Linked DNA regions of Mus musculus: region 1 is linked to region 2. A link is a contact called in public HiChIP or PLAC-seq data. All regions are on one chromosome and are shown on one strand. The core of a region is the stretch at or near the end of the contact, and the rest is flanking DNA. Distances in the headings are between cores, read along the strand shown.

The links. HiChIP or PLAC-seq counts read pairs in DNA pulled down with a chosen protein or histone mark.
Region 1: a contact with region 2 is called in an H3K27ac HiChIP or PLAC-seq map of microglia, with 3 times the contacts expected there. The contact joins the enhancer-like site here to the promoter of Accs in region 2. A contact is called at or near these places in 1 of 39 promoter capture datasets (macrophages), 1 of 484 Hi-C or Micro-C datasets (the F1.1 cell line), 3 of 115 datasets of contacts at active chromatin or transcription factors (bone marrow-derived macrophages, embryonic stem cells and microglia) and 2 of 9 other capture datasets (adipose tissue and pancreatic islet).

The regions. Positions count from the first base shown.
Region 1 is chr2:93,906,641-93,909,340 of GRCm38.p6, forward strand. It overlaps a transcript of Accsl not described here. Among named protein-coding and RNA genes, the nearest start is that of Gm39884, 34 kb to the right of the region's middle. Within about 2 kb of position 1,386, at least 76 of the 459 cell types and tissues checked have an H3K27ac peak or open chromatin away from gene starts, as enhancers often do. A contact at or near this core is called in microglia, where this site is marked.
Region 2 is chr2:93,848,495-93,851,321 of GRCm38.p6, forward strand. It overlaps Accs (1-aminocyclopropane-1-carboxylate synthase (non-functional)), which reads right to left and starts at 1,449. Exons shown (of 15, transcript NM_001290782.1): 1 at 1,271-1,449.

The DNA.
Region 1 (2,700 bases), core at 136-2,635, 58 kb after region 2:
CTTTCACAGGCCTTTGCTGGCAGCAGTGGAATCAGTAGCAGGCAGCCTCTGGGCTGGGCACCTGTAGTCCTTCCCCACAGCCAGGATCAGCCACAACAGGGACCCAGACACCACATCTCATCCAGCCCTGACTCCCAATTCACAGAAGGACAGACAGAGAGGCCCAGAGCAAAGCTAAACAATGGGAGGCTAACTGAACCCACATTCACCTCGCCCAACAACACCGTCTGCTCCCAGATTCTCAGAAAGTCCCACAGGCCTTAGGTATAGAAATCAGTGCCTGGGTAGGCTCGGAAAGGAAGGGAACTCCTGCTGGGTGCATCCCTACAGGCATTCAGGGATATGCAATCAATTGTCCCAGGCTCAGCCATGCCATGGCATGGCTATATTTTCCTAGAGAGCTCTCATTTTCTCATCTTTTAGGACAGTGAGGAAACACACTGCCACAGCCACAGAGGCTTGTCATGCATACCATGAAATGAATCCACACTGCAGACCTAGACAGGTTTCTGCACTTAACAGGGAGAGGCCCAGCCAACATGCAAACAAAGGATATATAGGATACCAGTTGAGTTATCTACATGGCAAAGGCAAGCTGTGCTGAGGTGCATCTGGTAGACAGAAGGATGGGTGGTGGTCCCTGGCTCTGAGCAGGTGACATTTAGGCTGAGCCAAGAAAATAAGAAAGAATAAGGAAGTCTCAGGGGTGGTGGGGGTGGGGAGAGGTGGGGGAAGGCAGGGAATACTGTCATTCACCCTGGGAGAGACCTGTCAGGCCAGACAACACCAGTTTCCTTTTGACTGGAACACAGATCATGTCTTGGAAGTACCACAAAGCCAGACAAAGGTAGCATGAGGATTTCTATGCCTTAAGATTAGGCTTTCCTCTGGATAAAAGGGTGAACTCTGGCGGGATGAGAGATGGAGGCAGGAAGATGTGTTGATGGCAGCTCGAACCAGACTATCTGAAGAGAGTCTGGGCTGGTTAGGGCGACCGGCTCAGCAGAGGAGTCAGTGAGTGTTAAGAGAGGAATGCAGAATGACTCCAGTTGTCCTATGTTAATAGCTGTGTGGCTGCCTTTCCCAAGACTGTAGAAAGTGAAATGAAGCCAGCAGCCAGCCTCAGGCAAGCCAAGGCTGGACAGACCTGTGTTGCCCAAGGGTCTGGCTAAGTGGGCAGTTAACAACCACGGCCATCACATTTACATATGCCTCTCTTGGTTACTGTGGGCTTTCCTACCACACCGAGGTGCTGGAGGGCAGGTACCCAGATTCTAGGCTCCTGGCTCTGTTCTCAGCAAGAGAATGCTCAGTGCTGGGCCTGTGGGCAGCTCATAAGTATTTATGAGCAAGCAATATGCTCAGAAGCCGGAACCAGAGTGATGTTCACAGCCAGCTCCAGGGCCTGCCTGCTGGTCCCCCTGGGAGACTCCATCCTGGGACTGCTCTTTCCTACCTCTGTTGCTCAGGCTTCCCAGCTTCCTGCCAGGAAATGCAGCCCCAGGCTTAAATCATTAGCTGGAACCTCCTCTCACAGCCAGCTTCTGTTTGCAACAACACTTTGCCTCTGCTAACTTGAAGGATGCTTCAGTTCGCCCTGGGTGGCACACTGAAGCAGAAAAGTGTCAGAGAGGTGCTTGCGCAGCAAGGAGGGGACCACAGGCCTCCCGTCACCTGCTCCACAAGGACACTGCATTTAAAATAAACCACAGTAAAGCATCTAAGAAGAAGAACTCTGCCTTTCTCCACCCAGGCTGCTTAAGAAAACACCACAGGCTGGTGCCGTAAACAACATAAAGCTGTTCCTCCCAGTCCTGGAGGCTGCAAGCCTGAGATCCTGGCGCCAGCACCTGGATAGGACCTGCTTTCTGCCCTACATAGATGGGGGGTCTTCTCTGGAGACCTCGGATTGTGGAAGCAGGGCTGATGGGTCTCTTGAGCATCCTGTAAAGACAGTGCTCTGCTCGCAAGCTCCACCCCTAACATAATCAGGTCCTAAAGGCCCTGCCTCCCAATCCCACAATCTTTCAGGGTAGAGATGGGGATGGGGATTAAGGTCCTGATGGGTGAATTGGGAAAGGGACAGGGGACAGCCTGGAGCTGAGAGTGAATGGTGATTGATAGCTATTGTAACCTTTGCCCAAGGAGAGCACAGGGCTAGTCCCAGGGCACCCAGGTCACATAAGGAGTGAACTTGAACACACAGCCCTCCCCAGCCTTTGAATGGGAGTCCCTAGAGGCTTAGCCTCCTGTCTTGAGACTTCCAGGTTCAAGCATATTCCATGCTACAGGCACTTTCTGTTCCTGATTATTTAAGACCTAATGCAGAAGTTCTGAACCTTTCTAATGCTGTGACCCTTTAGTACAGCTCCCCATGTTGTGGTGACCCCCAACCATTAAAAATCATTTTCATGGCTACTTCACAACTGTAATGTTGATGGTGTTATGAATCTTAATGTAAATATCTGGCAGGATACCTGATATGCGATCCCAACAAAAGGGTTGTTCATAAGGGGCTGAAACCCACAGGTTGAGAACCCTTGCCCTAATGAAAAGCATTCACTGCACTTCATTGGGCAGCTCTGGAGCCTCAGTTTCCCCATTTGGCAAATGGGGAGTTGCATGCAATGTGGCCAATCCCTTGAAGTTTTAAAAACAAAAAACTGAGAGTCTCCCTCATCTCTGAAGCCCAGCTCTGAA
Region 2 (2,827 bases), core at 199-2,698:
GACTATTGTTATCTGGGTTCTGGGGATAAAATTCAGGTCCTCATGACTGCAAAGCAAGAAAAGCATTTTACACTTTACTGCCTAGGCTGGTTGCGCTCTCTCTCTCTCTCTCTCTCTCTCTCTCTCTCTCTCTCTCTCTTTCCTGGTTTTCCCCTGAGGTTGCCTGATGCTGGCCTTGAACTCTTGTCCTCAGGTGATCCTCTTTTCTCAGCCTCCCTAGTAGCTGGAACTAAGATATCTGCCTCTTCTTGCAAGCTGTGTATCATCCCTTGTGTCCTTATCCAGTTAAACACTTCAACAAACACAATCTGTTGAGGACCTGTGAGCACCACACCAGGCTGGCTACATAGAAACGAAGCTAATCTACTGTGGCTTTAGCTTGCAGCATTTCTGCATTTGTTTCTCCTTTCGGCAGCCTCAGGGATCACCAACAATCTTTCCCCCTGCTTGCTCACCTCAGTTTCAGAACACCAGGCTATTTCCCAAGCAGATCACTGCTACAGTTCTGGACTTCTTGTGTGATGGGTGGATAGGAGCAGAAGGTGGTGGGAAGTGGGGGTGGGGGTGAAAGGGGAGTAGGAGTTACAAGTGCAGGCACTCCTGGATCCTGTCTCTACTCACAAAGGACACAAGGGCCGCAGAGGAGGGTCTCCTGCCTACCAAAATGTAGGAGCCTCCTAAGGATTCCTCTGTCATGCCGCACCTGCGCTCTGGTGGACCAATAACCATCTCAAAGAATAACAGTGAGGACCTGAGGGCGATAAAGCACTCATACCAAACTCTGGCTAGTGGCCAAAAGTCTAAAATATGAATCACTCTATCACAAATGCTCTCTGATTTCCCTGTCTCAAGGTACAAGTCTTACTTGGTAGATGGTTGATGGGGACACAGAAAATGCCCTCCCCTCCCGCAGTTTACTTTTGTTTTGCAAATCTTGGGGTCCTCCCCAAGGTGGCGGGACTCAGCAAAGCACACGCCTGCTCCACCGATAGCCTAGATCCGAGGAAAAACATCACCAAATGCTCGGGCTGTGGACAACGCGGTACAGACCTAAATGCAGCCAGAACCCAGCAGGAGCTCAAGGCGCTGTAGTCAATCAGGCCTAGTGATCTCACCAGCCCAACCAAGACAACAAAGACAGAATGGTCTGCAGGGCCCGCCAGGGGTTTCCGGGCCTCAGAGACTTCCAGACCTAAGGGCAGGAAGCGATCAAGAGCACCGCGGAGCGAACCCGGCCCCTTCGGTGCACTGTGGCGGATACAGCACCTACTTTGGACCTTGGGTTTTCACGCGCGCGATATTCTCCGGATCGGACTTCCGTGATACCGGAGCAGCCTGCCCCCTGGCGATCTGGCGGGAACACAGGGAAGGAGTCTGTGCCCTGACTCCTGGTCACAGAAGAGGAAGCTCCGGTCTTCAGCACTTCCCTGTCTGCCAGAAACTGGAGTCCGAACTTAGAAATGGGAAAGAAACAGAGGGGTGGAGGATCTTGGTTAAGACAAGGCCACGCCCACTCCATTCCTTCTCTCATTGGCTGAGCTCAGATACCTCTAGCTTTTCGGACACACTTGCTCAGAGCCGCTGAAACACCAATCTTCCTGGGCATTACCTAAGCATGAGATCTCCCCGCCATCTATTTGTAAAGGCTTCTCTCAAGGCCCGGAAAAAAAAGATTTACAAAAGAAATATAGAAAAGTATCGACATGTATATGTATATTCATATGGCCATGGGAACACCCAGGAATGAATAGCTCTCAAAGGGGGACTTCTTTGAATTCCAGTCTATACTAAATAGATTTTTAGAGATGTGAGGAGACAAAGGAAAAACTTCAATTCCAGGTACTAGAAAAAAATGCAAGAAAGCAACGAGAAGTTGTAAGTCGTTTTCACTGTGTGCCTGCAGAGGCATGCCAAATTGAGTGCAAATACCAAATCGAATAACTCCACCTCTTATAGTTATGCTAGGAAACAACCTCTTGTCAAACACAGACCAGGAGGCTCAGACCGATAGATAACGATCTATGCAAATATAATACTGCCACCTATAAGCCTCCCAGAGTCAGGAGCATAATCTAGGTAGTTTAACAGTGGCTATGCTCACACAGGAGACACTGCGCGCCAGTGATGGCTAAGTTGACAAGGTAGCATGCCTCCGTAGTTCCAATCTGTCACAGAAGTTGTGGTGGTTTGGATGAGAATGCCCGCCCCCAGGCTTATGTTTTTGAATATTTGGTTCCCGTTTGGTGGACTGTTTAAGAATTATAAAGTGTGCTTTTGTTGGCAAATGTGTGGCCTTTGAGGTTTCAAAAGCCACGCCCCGTCTCTTTCTCTGCCTTCCGCCTGAGGATCATGTAAGTTCTTAGCCACTGCTGCAGCACCATGCCTGCCTGTCACTGCACTCCCCTCTGGATCTGTAAGCAAGCCCCTAGGTAAATGCTCCTTTTTATAAATGTCCTTGGTATGGGTCACTCTTCCAAGAAAAACACCAAGACCTATTGAGGTGCTTACTAAGGACAGAGGAAATACAGAAGAGTAGGAGAGGAAGGTAGTTATACACACCAGCTCAAACCAACTGCTGAAGTGAGGATTGTGATCGACGTGACCGTTTCTGTCACATTGTGTTAAGACTGTGTTTGTACAGATATTTGTTTTCTTTTGTCAAATCCCTTATCATGTAATGCTAACATCAAATTAAGATAATATCAGTGGTTGTCATATTTAAGTTATGAGATACTCAAAGAATGCCCCTCAAGGGAATATTGCCACCTGTTCTAAAATACATACCGTGTTTACGGCTGTACATGAGATGGTTACATCATGTTAGGCA